Regions from separate parts of the Sus scrofa genome. Here region 2 is linked to region 1. The links are chromatin contacts, called in public Hi-C maps. All regions are on one chromosome and are shown on one strand. Each heading gives the region's core, a stretch centred on a gene start, on an enhancer-like site or on the middle of the called end of the contact. The rest is flanking DNA. Distances are from core to core; before and after follow the strand shown.

Region 1 (6,172 bases), core at 1,604-4,103:
TTACTTCACTTAGTATGAGAATCTCTAGTTCCATCCATGTTGCTGCAGGTGGCATTATTTTGTTCTTTATTATGGCTGAGTAGAATTCCATTGTGTATATATGCCACATCTTCTTAATCCATTCATCTGTTGATGGACATTTAAGTTGTTTCCATGGCTTGGCTATTGTGAATAGTGCTGCAGTGAACATGTAGGTGCATATGTCTTTTTGAAGGAAAGTTTTTCTCCTTTGTTCCTTTCTTTTTTTTTGGTTGGATAATTTCCATTTATTTTTAAAATATTGATTCTGGTCACCTATTTTTGTTCATTTTAGACATTGTTGTAGAGGATTTAGAAATCACAAAATCATTGCCTTCACAAAGCTTATTTTCTTGTAGGAGTAGGCAGGCAAGCAAATAAATTAAGGAGTTCCCATTGTGACTCAGCGGTAACAAACTCCACTAATACCCATGAGTATACAGGTTCAATTCCTGGCCTTGCTTAATGGGTTATGGATCCAGTGTTGCTGTGAGCTGGTATAGGTTGCAGATGTGGCTCAATCTGGTGTTGCTGCAGCTGTGGTGTAGGCCGGCAGCTGCAGCTCTGATTTGACCCTTAGCCTGGTAACGTCAATATGCCACACATGCAGCCCAAAATACATACATGCATATATACATGCATAAATATATAAATACATAAATTGAAAGAATTGGGGAGGTTAATTTTAGATAGGAGGATCAGGGAGGGACTTGCCCAAAAGGTATATTTAAGCAAAGACCATGTGGCCAAAGGTTCCTTGGTTACTTATTTGCTACTCTTGGCTGCCCCTCCTTTCTGCACACATGGTAGTCCTGCCATAGCCTACTTTTCTAATCACCTTGGTAACCATCTATGACTATTTGCAGTGAAAGAACAGCAGAAGTAAAGCATGCAATTTCCACCATACTTTTTTTAAAATTACTCAATGAACTTTATTACATTTATAGGTGTATAACAATCATCACAACCAAATTTTATATCATTTCCATCCCAAACCCTCAGTACATCCCCCACCGCCCAACCTGTCTCATTTGGAAACCATAAGCTTTTCAAAGTCTGTGAGTCAGTATCTGTTCTGAAAAGAAGTTCATGGTGTCCTTCTTTTTAGATTCCACATGTCAGTGATAGCATTTGATGCTGGTGTCTCATTGTCTGACTGACTTAACTTTATAAACACTTCCTATAGCTCAATACCAAAAAAATGAACAACCCCATCAAAAAATGGGCAGAAGATCTAAACTGACAGTTCTCCAAAGAAAACATACAGATGGCCAAAAAACACATGAAAAGATGTTCAACATCACTCATTATTAGAGAAATGCAAATCAAAACCACTATGAGGTACCACCTGACACCGGCCAGAATGACCATCATCAAAAAGTCTACAAACAATAAATGCTAAGAGGGTGTGGAGAAAAAAGAACCATATTACACAGTTGGTGGGAATGTAAATTGGTGTAACCATGGTGGAAAACAGTATGGAGATTCCTCAGAAAACTAACAATAGAATTACCATTTGATTCAGCAATGCCACTCCTGGGCATCTATCCAGAGAAAACCATGACTCAAAAAGACACATGTACTGCAATGTTCATTGCAGCACACTATACAATAGCCAAGACATGGAAACAACCTAAATGTCCATCAACAGAAGAGTGGATAAAGAAGATGCAGTACATATACACATATACTCGGTCATTAAAATGAAAGAAATAACAGCATTTGCAGCAGCATGGATGGACCTAGAAATTATCATCCACCATACACCATACTTTTTTAAAAAGTAAATCCTTTTGACCTGGATTTTCTCTTTCTTCATGTTCACCATGCTGATGACAATGGTGTCCCAAAGGAATAAAGACACTAAACAGGAAAGGATATAGACTCCTTGACAGTGATGTGGAGCAATGACGTGCCTGGAATTGGGAGATGTAAAGATCTCCTTGTTCAGCATATTCGATTTAGGATCACTTTGTTATAAAAGCTTAGCTTTACTCAAATGACACAGATCAGTAAGAAGCAAGGGTGGAAGGTGGGAATATCAGGGAGCAGGAGTGACACAGGCAAATTCCCTGAGGAAGCAATGTTCCTGGCACATTTGAGGGCCATCAGAAAACTCTACAGGTGAATGGGGAGAAGAAGGTGAGAGTTGAAAGAGACAACATTGGAGAGGAAAGAGGGTTCAATCCTTTTTTTTTTTCTAATTTTTGTATTTTCTCTAAAGTAGAAGTTATAAAATATGAAATACCTGTAAACTATTTTAAGGAACTTGACTCTAAACATTTTGGGATTCTATTAAAAAGATTAAAATAGAAGAGCAGGAGCTGAGTTGTATTATAAAAGCATTGCTCTGGCCACTCTGCTGAGACTAGTCTGTAAGGAGGCAAAGCAGAAGGAAGGAGATAAATTAGGAAAAAAATATTGATATGAAATCATTTCTTACTTGAATCAAGGTGCTAGCTATGACTGCAGTCAATGTGACTAGGTGGTGAGAAGTGATTAATGTGGATATATTTCGAAATAGAGCCCATAAGTTTTTCTAGACCTTTGGAAAAGGACTGTGAGAAAAAGAAATAACTCAAAGATGATCCCAGTGTTTTGGCTTGAGGTCCTGGGAGAATGAATTTCATATTCTGGGCAAGATGGAACATTTATATATGGATTTTGTCTCTACAATAATTTTTTAAAGTAATGGAAATTGTTCTTTCCCACATCTGAACAAATGTCCTAGAAACTATAAAACAAAGACATGACTAGTGCATATTCAACTCAGACATGAAATTGCAACACTGTCTTATCGGAAATAAGGTTTAATGTTTCACCTCTTCTTCAAGTCACAAAAAATGTGCAGTTGCAACACAGAATTAATCATGGGCTGAGTGAACACACTCTCCAAACTCTTTCTCATTACTGAGCTGCAAGAGGGAAACTTCTTGACAAACTGCTATTTCTCAACATCATCTTTATCATCCTCAAATGTTCTAATTCTGAGTTAGAAAGAGAATCCTGACACCTGGCTGTAAGTTTAAGTTGAACTGCGTCATGCTGCTTAGCTGTTTCTCTGGTCCTTGCCTTGCAGTCACCATGCTGACTCTTTACAATGAATGTGGGTTGGAAGGAGCAGAATCACTCAGTAAAATGTTATCAGTCACTTCACCCAGTTCTGTAATAAGACTAAACTCAAAACATTATTCAAAGGGGCTAGAACACGCAATTTTCAACATTGCAAGTTGCCTTTAACAAAAATATATACATAAGACTATTTTCACTAAAAGTAATTCCTTTATTAAGTAAGGCCCTTCTGACACCAACTTCTGAACTCTAAGTAGTTAGTTCTGATTCCCGGAGGTTTTTATGTGCTACCAACACTTATGATTTGTGAGAGGTATGCTTTCTCTTTGGTAAATTGGGAAGAGTGTTAGTGAAAGGAAGAGAAGGGTTGGCATTAGAGCAAGAGTCTTCCTAGTGTATCAATTTTAGGAAAGAGGACATGTGGACATGGGGAATTTTAAGACTGCCCATGATCAAGTGTCTCTTTCGTGTTGCCTGAGGGGTCTGCATGACCCATGGAAAAGCACAGCATCTGAGAAATGAAATACAGCACAGTTCCCCAGCAGCATTAATCAACACAGTAGTCATGGGTTTCAATATGTTCAATTAAACTTTTTTCAAAAGTAGTGATTCCAAATGACTTATTAAATTCTACTTGTATTGCCTACATTTTAGTTGAACAATTTATGCTTTATCCATGTTATTTTCCCTCCATTGGGCCATTATGTTCTTTTCTCCCTTTTACTATCTTGAGTTGAATACTCACTTCATGTACTACCAGTCTCAATTATATGAGAAAAATGCTAAAATATTAAATGTAAAAATAATAAGTATAACTCTTTCATAAATTCTCCCAAACTCAAAAGGCCATAGGAATATTTTCTATAAGTCCTTCTATCACATTTCTCTGGCCTCAGCTATTGTAATTCACAAATAAACTATGTTCATATAACCATTATCTCATCTAGATTATAAATCTCCTGGGGACCACAATGTCACCCATATGTCTATTGCCTCAGATGAACAGTCTCTGGCATAAGAACAGAGTTTAGAAAAATTGGTATGTGATGGCAGGAGAGCTAATTTTAAGGGACAGGATTTTTCAATCGACTGCTCCACTCTTTTCCTGTTCTCTTCTTTGCTTCTCTTGTAAAATAGTGCCTTTTCTTTATATAACAGGAGGAGAATCTAAAGTGCCTTGTATTCATTTTTGATCCAAAATAGAGTCTTTTGTAGAAGCCTGTAAATAAGTGTTACTAGTCATTACATTGGAAAAGGTATCAACCATTTAAGGCTGTATTAGAAGTTTACAATTGCTATTGCCAGAATGTAGAGTTTTGTGTTGTTTATTGTTTGTGGGGATTAAAATTAAAAATTGAAGTTAAAGTATATGTATAAACATACAAATATATGTACTTTAATTAATTTCATACACTGGATATTCACAGTGAAACAATTCAGCAAAGTTATTTAGATCTATCTTCTTGCCCTTATTTGTGTGTATATTTAGTTCTATGCAACTTTATTACATGCAAAGACTCATGAGACCACTACCACAGTCAAAATGCAGAACAATTTTGTCACAAACTTCCTCAGGCCACCTTTTGTAACACAATCACCTCTCTGTCCTTGATTCCCTAATACATGGCAACAATTAATCCATTCTCCACTTCTATCATTTTAAGAATCCTATCTATATAAAGGAAGCAGACGGTAAGTAACTTTTTGAGATTGGCTTTTATCATTCAGCATAATTTCTTTAAGATCTAGTCTAGTTGTTCTAGGTATCATTAGTTTGATTCTTTTTATTGCAGAATAGTGATCTATGGTATGAATGTAACAGTTTGGTTAACCATTATCACACGGAAGGAAATGTGGGATGTTTCTAATTTGGGGCTATGAATTTTTGTGTCAGTTTCTTGTGAGCACACATGGTTCCACTTTTCAGGAATAAATATGCAAGTGTGTATTTGCTGTGCTATGTGGATAGTATCTGTTTAGTTTTGTAAGAAGCTTCCATATGTGTTTTCAGAGTGGCTTTACCACTTTACATTCTCACTGGCAATGCATGAGTGACACTAGTTCTCTGAATCCTCATCAGCATTTGGTTTCATGACATTTTTTAAAATTTAGTCATAAGTTAATAAGGAATCAGCTTGTTCTAGGGAAGAAATATGACATAAGAAGAATCTTGTGAAAGCAGTGTCTGGCCCACATGAACTTCACAGATGAATTAATTAACCATAGCTGAACTTGGCTTCCTTTGTCAAGTCTTGTGATGTTATTACATTTCCAAAGTTTCTTTTGTGAAATTTTGCCTATGTTTTCCTATCCTGAGATTTCTTGGAGGACACTGTGTGTGTGTGTGTGTGTGTGTGAGAGAGAGAGAGAGAGAGAGAGCGTGCGTGCGAGTGCACGCACTGTGTGTGGGGGGAGGTTGGCCATCATCGTAAGAATGGTGACATTATGGATTCATAATGGCTTGAAATAGAGAATCAGGTTTACACTTTTCTGTTTCCTAACAGTTATTTATTATTTTTGCCAAGTCTTACCTATTTAATTTGCCGGATACTTCTTATGAATATCTCTTCCTTTGCATTTTCACAATCACCAACATAACTCAGATCCTCATTTTTCCCAATGTTTATTGCCTCCTATTCTTCCCCTTCTTTCCAATTACATTTTGCTCAATTCAAGCACATGTACTACATCTTGAATCATATCCTGGCCACATCCATAAACTTCTAATAGCATATATTTTCTACAGAATTAAATAAATTCATCCCCATTTAGAATGTTCCTCAATATGTTACCACCTGTCTTAAAACGTTCATTCTGCCTTTTCTCTCCTCATTATCCTCTCAAACTGGATTACTTACTTTTATTTAAAATACCCATTTATTCTCCTATCTGGATAATTTCATTTCTCCATCCCTCTTTGAATATTTACTTCCTGAGAAATCTTCCTCACTTTCAAAGTTCTTTGCTAATGCCAATTTTATTGATAAATTCTAGTAATATTTTATCTATATTTCTTTTAAAATTCCTACACTATTATATCATAACATAGTTATTTTTCCACTTATAGCCCCACATGAGCTCC
Region 2 (6,172 bases), core at 2,345-4,844, 140 kb after region 1:
TCCTAACAGTGCTAGTGGATGAATAGAGTATACATCTGGCCTTGATTAAGTGGCTCAAGAAATCTGCATCTGAGCTCTCATAGGTAAAACCCTATCAAGGAAGGGCTATGGCAAGAGTTTGAAAAACTAAGTCTTCCCCAGATTCAAGTTTCCAAGTTCTGCACAAGCATGGGTTGCATGCCTTGCAGACCCACGCACAGTCAGTTGCTGAATGCACAGCAATTAGTTCTTCAATATCCTTGTCCCAGTTATTAAAGGTCCACCAAAATAAGAGATCATGGACAAATATGATTTCAGTCAAGGGACTTTAGGCAGCAACTTGGCTTGTTTTATTGCTTGTACTTTATCCTTCTGTAAGGCAAGGTACTATTTGCCTTATGTTCTAAGGCTCAGAACTTGAATTTACGTATTTTAAGACATAACATTCTTACAGAAGTTCTCCTTAGAATGCTGGCTGACATCCCAGTCTGAGGTTTTACTTGAATTAAGTCACCCCAAGACACAGCTCCAACTCCTGATTGTGCAGTAGGCAGAAGTTCCGCAGAGCCACTGGGAGAATTAGAGCTTCTGATTCTGCTCAGAGCTCAGCAACCCACTCCGATGTTTATGACTTTTTACTCTTCTGGCAGTGAGGGTGATCATTCATGCTCAACGGTCAATGCACACACAACACAAAGTGCTGGGCTCTGAGCTAGGTGTTGAAGAATTTAACAAAAGAAAGGATGAGAAAAGAAAAGAAAAGAAAAAAGTAAAGAAGGAAATAGGCAGGAGGAAAAAAGGAAGCCTCTGCCTTGGGCAATCTAGTCCAGAAAGCATTATCTGTGTTGTAAATAGTGTGGCTGGGGGTAGAGTTAAAAGATATTCAAATTAAAAAACAAAACAAAACAGCTTTTTATTAAGTGCTTTGAAATCACGAGTAAAATCTCATGTAGATTTAAGGTCTTTTTATATAGCAGGAAATCCCTAGAGCGATAGACTGTGTGGTTCTTCCCTTATATTAAAATAAGATACTGCCCCAGGATTCTGAATTTAGCAGCTGTTGGTATATGTGTCTCTTGCTACACTCATAAAGATTTTTAAAGCTCAGTAATATAACATATAGCTCATCCCTTCTATGGTTGGATGAATTATTTATAATTAACTAACTTTGTGCAGTCTTCATGTGTGGAAGGGGCAATAATTGGACCTATCCATTTTTAGTTCACAGGAAACAAGATGCTTTTCATTTTTCATAGTGCCATTTACCTACCACACTTTCTGCCAATGATTTGAATTGTTCAGCTGTAGCATAGCTTCTGTTTTATTTCAAAGCACTCACAACTGGGAGACGATGCCAGTTCAGAGTGCATTAGCCTGAAAGCTCATTTGGTAATGCTGAGAGGTGAGGGCCATCCCCCGGCTTTAGCACAGATGCATGGGGCAAACCTGAGAGCCACAATGTCTGCACCTGAATTCATTCATCTGTAAAGTGAAAATGATCATATTGATGTTAAATCCTAAAAAGAAAAGGATTGGCTGGAAGTTAAAATATTCCCCTGGAAAATGTCTGTGTTCATTCTAAGTCTCCACCATCCACCTTGCCTTAGCATCATGAGGCACTTTGGATCCACAGAACAGAGGAACCCTGTCCACACATTTTGTTCTGAGAAATGGTCTGCATGTTTACTCACTATGTTTACACAGATTCTTAGTCAGTTTCCAAAGCTTCCTCTTTGCAGAAAATTATAAGAATCTCTGTTTGGACTCCTCTTACCCCCAACTCCACTCTCTCCCATAAGTGAGGCTGAAAGCCCTTGGTCATCTTTTTTCATCTGGGTCACACAGGGGGGACAGTCCAGATGTTTACAGGAAGTTCTGTCCCTGGAGTTCCAAGGAGAATCCTTGTTTCAGAATGGACCTCAGTGGAGGAGACAATGCTCTATGTGAGTCCAACTGCTGAAGGTTCAACTTATTTCAAACACAGATACTGCCCTTATGAAGGGCACTAAGAGACTGCTCATGACCTGAAACAGATTTAAACAGAACACAGGAGTCAGCCAGGGAAAATACTAAGCATAAAACAAATGATCTAAAGGCTGAATATAGATACAAATCATAGAGAGCTAGAGTAATTCATTCTGGTTAGGGAAAATCTAGGGTGTATTTACAGACAAACTTAAGCATCTGTGCTGAGACAAGTATGATAAGAGAAGTTCAACAGTCAGAAAAAATTCAACTAGTAAATGGAGATGTTGGGCAGAGAATGCTATGCAGGAAGGAACAGGATAAGCATAGTTATGAAAGCACCAAAACAAAAGCCAGTTTGGCTATTTGGACTGGAGGAGGGTCCCCAAGGAGATAAAAGAGAAGACCGATGAGGAGATAGAGGCCACATTTCACCTCCCAGGTGAATTATTTTGAAATTTATTCTGCCAGCAACATCTACTGCTTGGTTTTACCACTAAGTGATCTAAGGCACTCACTTTTTAATAGGCACATCTGTTCATTTTACCAAAATGGGATGGAATAGGAGGAAACTGAAGGTGTCATCAATTCCCAACTGGGGAGGGGTTGTTCATTTGAAACAATTGATATTTCACAGTTTTCCTATTATTACTAAGTTATCTGTGATGGTAGAGGGCAAACCTTAGGTTGACTCCTGCTGAAATGTAATCTCAGATGTCTGAGAAGTTCCCTATGTCCGGTAACATAGGAGTCACCGCTGCTCTACGAGTACCAAAGTCTGGAATTGCACACACATATGATGGTACCTGAGCCACACTTTCTTCGATGCCTGTGGGTCTTAATTCCAGGTTCCATTTCTTTAATAAGAAAGAGATTCCTTTCATCTGTTTGTCCCATATTTTCCATATTTATACCGCTGGAGAACTTATTTCAATCAATAAAGGTGATTAGTCTTTTTTGTTTTCCTCTGATTTTTAGTATCTGTGCTCTGGAGGTCAGTGTCATATTAATCTGGTACATTGATTTTGCATTTCTAAATGACACCAACCTCAGCCAGGCTGACTCACATTCATTCACTGCTCAGTCGTTCCTAAAGGGTGCTTCCCGATATCCCACAGCGTCATCCTGCCCGGCCCGCTTCTCCCAACAGTTCTAATCCTACCCAGAACATTCTCTCATCTCCCTCTCCCTCCGAGCCCTGTTTGATCGTCCTTTCCTTACAACCAAAGGGGAAATATCAGCAGAGACCTCCCGCCAGCCGGGAGAAGTCTTCAGACACTCACACTCTCAAATTTCCGCCCGCTCGGGCCCCGCTCGTCCCATACCGCAAGGCAGCCACTGCAGCCGGGAACACGCAAGCTTAAGAGACTCCTCCGGTTCGGATCTCGGGGGCGGGGGGGCCGCTGGCCCCACCCCCCTGCCCCGCCTCTCTCCAGCCCCGCCCCACAACCTGCACCCCAGATCTCCTGCTCTCGCTCTCCCGGAGGCCCGAGGCCCTGAGGCCACGCCCCATCTTTTCCCGCCCCGCCCACAGCCCGACTCGCGGTCCCTCGCCCTCCCAGGCCCAGAGGCCCCGCCCCTGCCCCGCCCTCGTTTCGTTCCCGCCCCGCCCCCTGCCCGCGTCGCCGTCTCTCGCCCTCTCCGGGCCGCGCCGCCGGAGCTGGCACTGAGGAGCGGCGGCCGCGGCGGCATTGGGACCTGGGGACGCCAGCGCTCCGCTGGACACTGCGTCCCCCGAGAGCGCCCACGGCGCGCGCATCTGCCTTCTGCGGTCCGGGGCTGCCCGGGGGCGTCCGGCGTTTCCCGAGAGCGGGCGTGTCCAGTGCCGGGCGGGAGACGAGCGCGGGGCCACAGCCTGTTGGAGCGCTGGGGGTGCCGGGCAGGGGGCGCGGGGAGCCCTGCCGGGGACCAAGCGGCCCGTTTCCTTGTGCAGAGCAGTTTTCTCGAACTCTCCGCCTCCGTCTCGTTGGGGCCCACCGCTGCCGGGAGACCCCATCCAGACCTACCAAGGTAAGCAGACTCGGCCATTTAGGGGTCTCTTGTCCCCAATCCACAGCCGGAGGTCGGGGATGGGGAGCGGGGGATAGAGTTGGCCTGTTCGTAGGAAGCGAATAAAAAAAAATGCAACAGGCAGGCAGGGCGGATCAGGAAACTCCTAGCGTTAATGTTTCCCACAGAGAGGAGACTTGTCCAAGACTGAAACTTGCTTAGGTTCTTCAGAAGCCAAGACGGGCAGCTGCGAAGCCGCTCCTTAAGTCTGGGTCTGAGCTCCCTCTGGTGGCTTCTTGTAAGGATGTAAAACGAGGCACAGGCGAGAGAGATTGGAGCAGAGCTCCCACACGTTGTCATGACTTCTCCTTGGAGAAAAGTGCCTGTTCTTGGTAGTTCCCCTTGCAAAGACACCTTCTGATCCCTTGAAACCTAAACCCTCGAACTGAATCAAAATGGTCCTTTCAACTTTCGCTTTTTGTCTCTGAGTCCTTCATGATCCAAACAAGAATGACAGCAGGACTCACCTTGTATTAACTGCACTTGAATTAAAAACATTTTACAAGACTAAAAGCAAGCCACACAGTTAAATACTCCGGGGTAAGTTCTGTCTTGTAGCGCTTGTCTTCTGCCACTATTCATTGTTATCCTAATGTGTGCATTGAAAAGTATAAGAAGAAAAAAGAATCATTTGGTCAAACTTAGATTGTACTTAATAACAGATTTTATTGTGATTCTAAAATTTCTATGAAGGGATGGTAGAGCATTTAAATCTTCCGTTTTTGTCCATTCCCAGCCTACCAGTAGCTTCAGAGAATTTGTTTTGTTTTTCCTCCAGAAAAAGAGTGTCATGAAAAAGGAGCAGAAAGGAGACCTCACTGTTGGTGAAAGGGGAGTTTTCTTTCCCAGTTGGTGGTTACTTCATGATTGGAAGAGAAGTACCTAGGTGGCTGAAGAGATGAGATTTTCCTAGTCATACTGATGAAGCTGATAAACGAAGACAGGAAAATGCTTTCTCTGGGTCATAATGGGCTGATGAGTAAGTAAGCCTGGAAAGACAGATCTGAAATGAGGGCAAGAATTTTGAGTGTTTTAAAACCAAGTAGGACTTTGAACACTTGTTGAGGATATTTTTATCTCAAAAATGGAGGAAGAAAAAATTCTCAAAGCAGGAAGTGTAAAAAGCTGAGAGGAGTAACAACCTAATCCTCTCCAAGAATTTCAGTACTTCATCAACTTCTCTGGACACACACAAGCAAAGGCATCAGGCATCCTATCACAGGTGGTGGTATCCTACGGCAGGAATGATTTCTTAATTTGGATTTGGGAGTGCTTTTTCTTTTTCACAACGTGTGTTTCTTGACTCGTCAAGTTAGGTAGATTGATGTCAAGGAAGTAAATTGTGAATTCATAGTATGTTTGACCTCTGTTTGCTGTGTGATATGGGAAAATTAGAGGTTTTAACCTTCCTTGAAGCTTTATTGAAAGCAGTACTGCGTCAGGGACACAGACCCACAGTATAAGTTTTCTTTTTGGTGACTGTGCTTATTTTGAATGAGCAGAATGTTAGCTGGATTTCACAGCGTATGTGATTTACAGTCTTTGTTTTATCAAGGCCTTAAATGTATGTTTTAAACTCACCAGATGGGAAACACATTGAGTGCTGTGTGTGACACGTACGCCTAAGGAGAGGAACTCCCCGATGGATCATGGCGTTAATGTTTACAGGACATTTCTTATTTTTAGTGTTAGTGATGTTTGCTTTCTCTACTTTTGAGGAATCTGTGAGCAATTACTCTGACTGGGCAGTTTTCACAGATGACATAGATCAGTTTAAGACACAGAAAGTGCAAGATATCAGACCCAACCAAAAGCTGAAGAAAAGTATGCTTCATCCACATTTATATTTTGATGCCGGAGAGATCCAAGCAATGAGACAGAAGTCTCGCACAAGCCATGTGCATCTTTTTAGAGCTATTAGAAGTGCAGTGACAGTTATGCTGTCCAACCCAACATACTACCTACCTCCACCCAAGCATGCTGATTTTGCTGCCAAGTGGAATGAAATTTATGGTAACAATCTGCCTCCTTTAGCTTTGTACTGTTTGTTGTGCCCAGAAGACAAAGTTGCCTTTGAATTTGTCTTGGAATATATGGACAGGATGGTTGGCTACAAGGACTGGCTGGTGGAGAATGCACCAGGAGATGAGGTTCCAGTTGGCCATTCCTTAACAGGTTT

What was found. A called contact is a pair of places that touch in the nucleus more often than the background predicts.
Region 2: a Hi-C map of embryonic fibroblasts shows a contact between it and region 1, with 2.0 times the contacts expected there. The contact joins the promoter of DSEL here to the enhancer-like site in region 1. A contact is called at or near these places in 4 of 47 Hi-C or Micro-C datasets (embryonic fibroblasts, epiblast stem cells, fibroblasts and 1 more).

Annotation. Positions count from the first base shown.
Region 1 is chr1:154,779,833-154,786,004 of Sscrofa11.1, forward strand. No RefSeq gene overlaps it. Among named protein-coding and RNA genes, the nearest start is that of DSEL, 140 kb to the right of the region's middle. Within about 2 kb of position 2,854, at least 3 of the 83 cell types and tissues checked have an H3K27ac peak or open chromatin away from gene starts, as enhancers often do. A contact at or near this core is called in embryonic fibroblasts, where this site is marked.
Region 2 is chr1:154,915,738-154,921,909 of Sscrofa11.1, forward strand. DSEL (dermatan-sulfate epimerase-like protein) reads left to right here and starts at 3,595. Exons shown (of 3, transcript XM_021099387.1): 1 at 3,595-3,954; 2 at 4,772-6,172. The coding sequence starts at 5,643. LOC110261617 (a long non-coding RNA gene) reads right to left here and starts at 3,334. Exons shown (of 3, transcript XR_002345981.1): 1 at 3,228-3,334.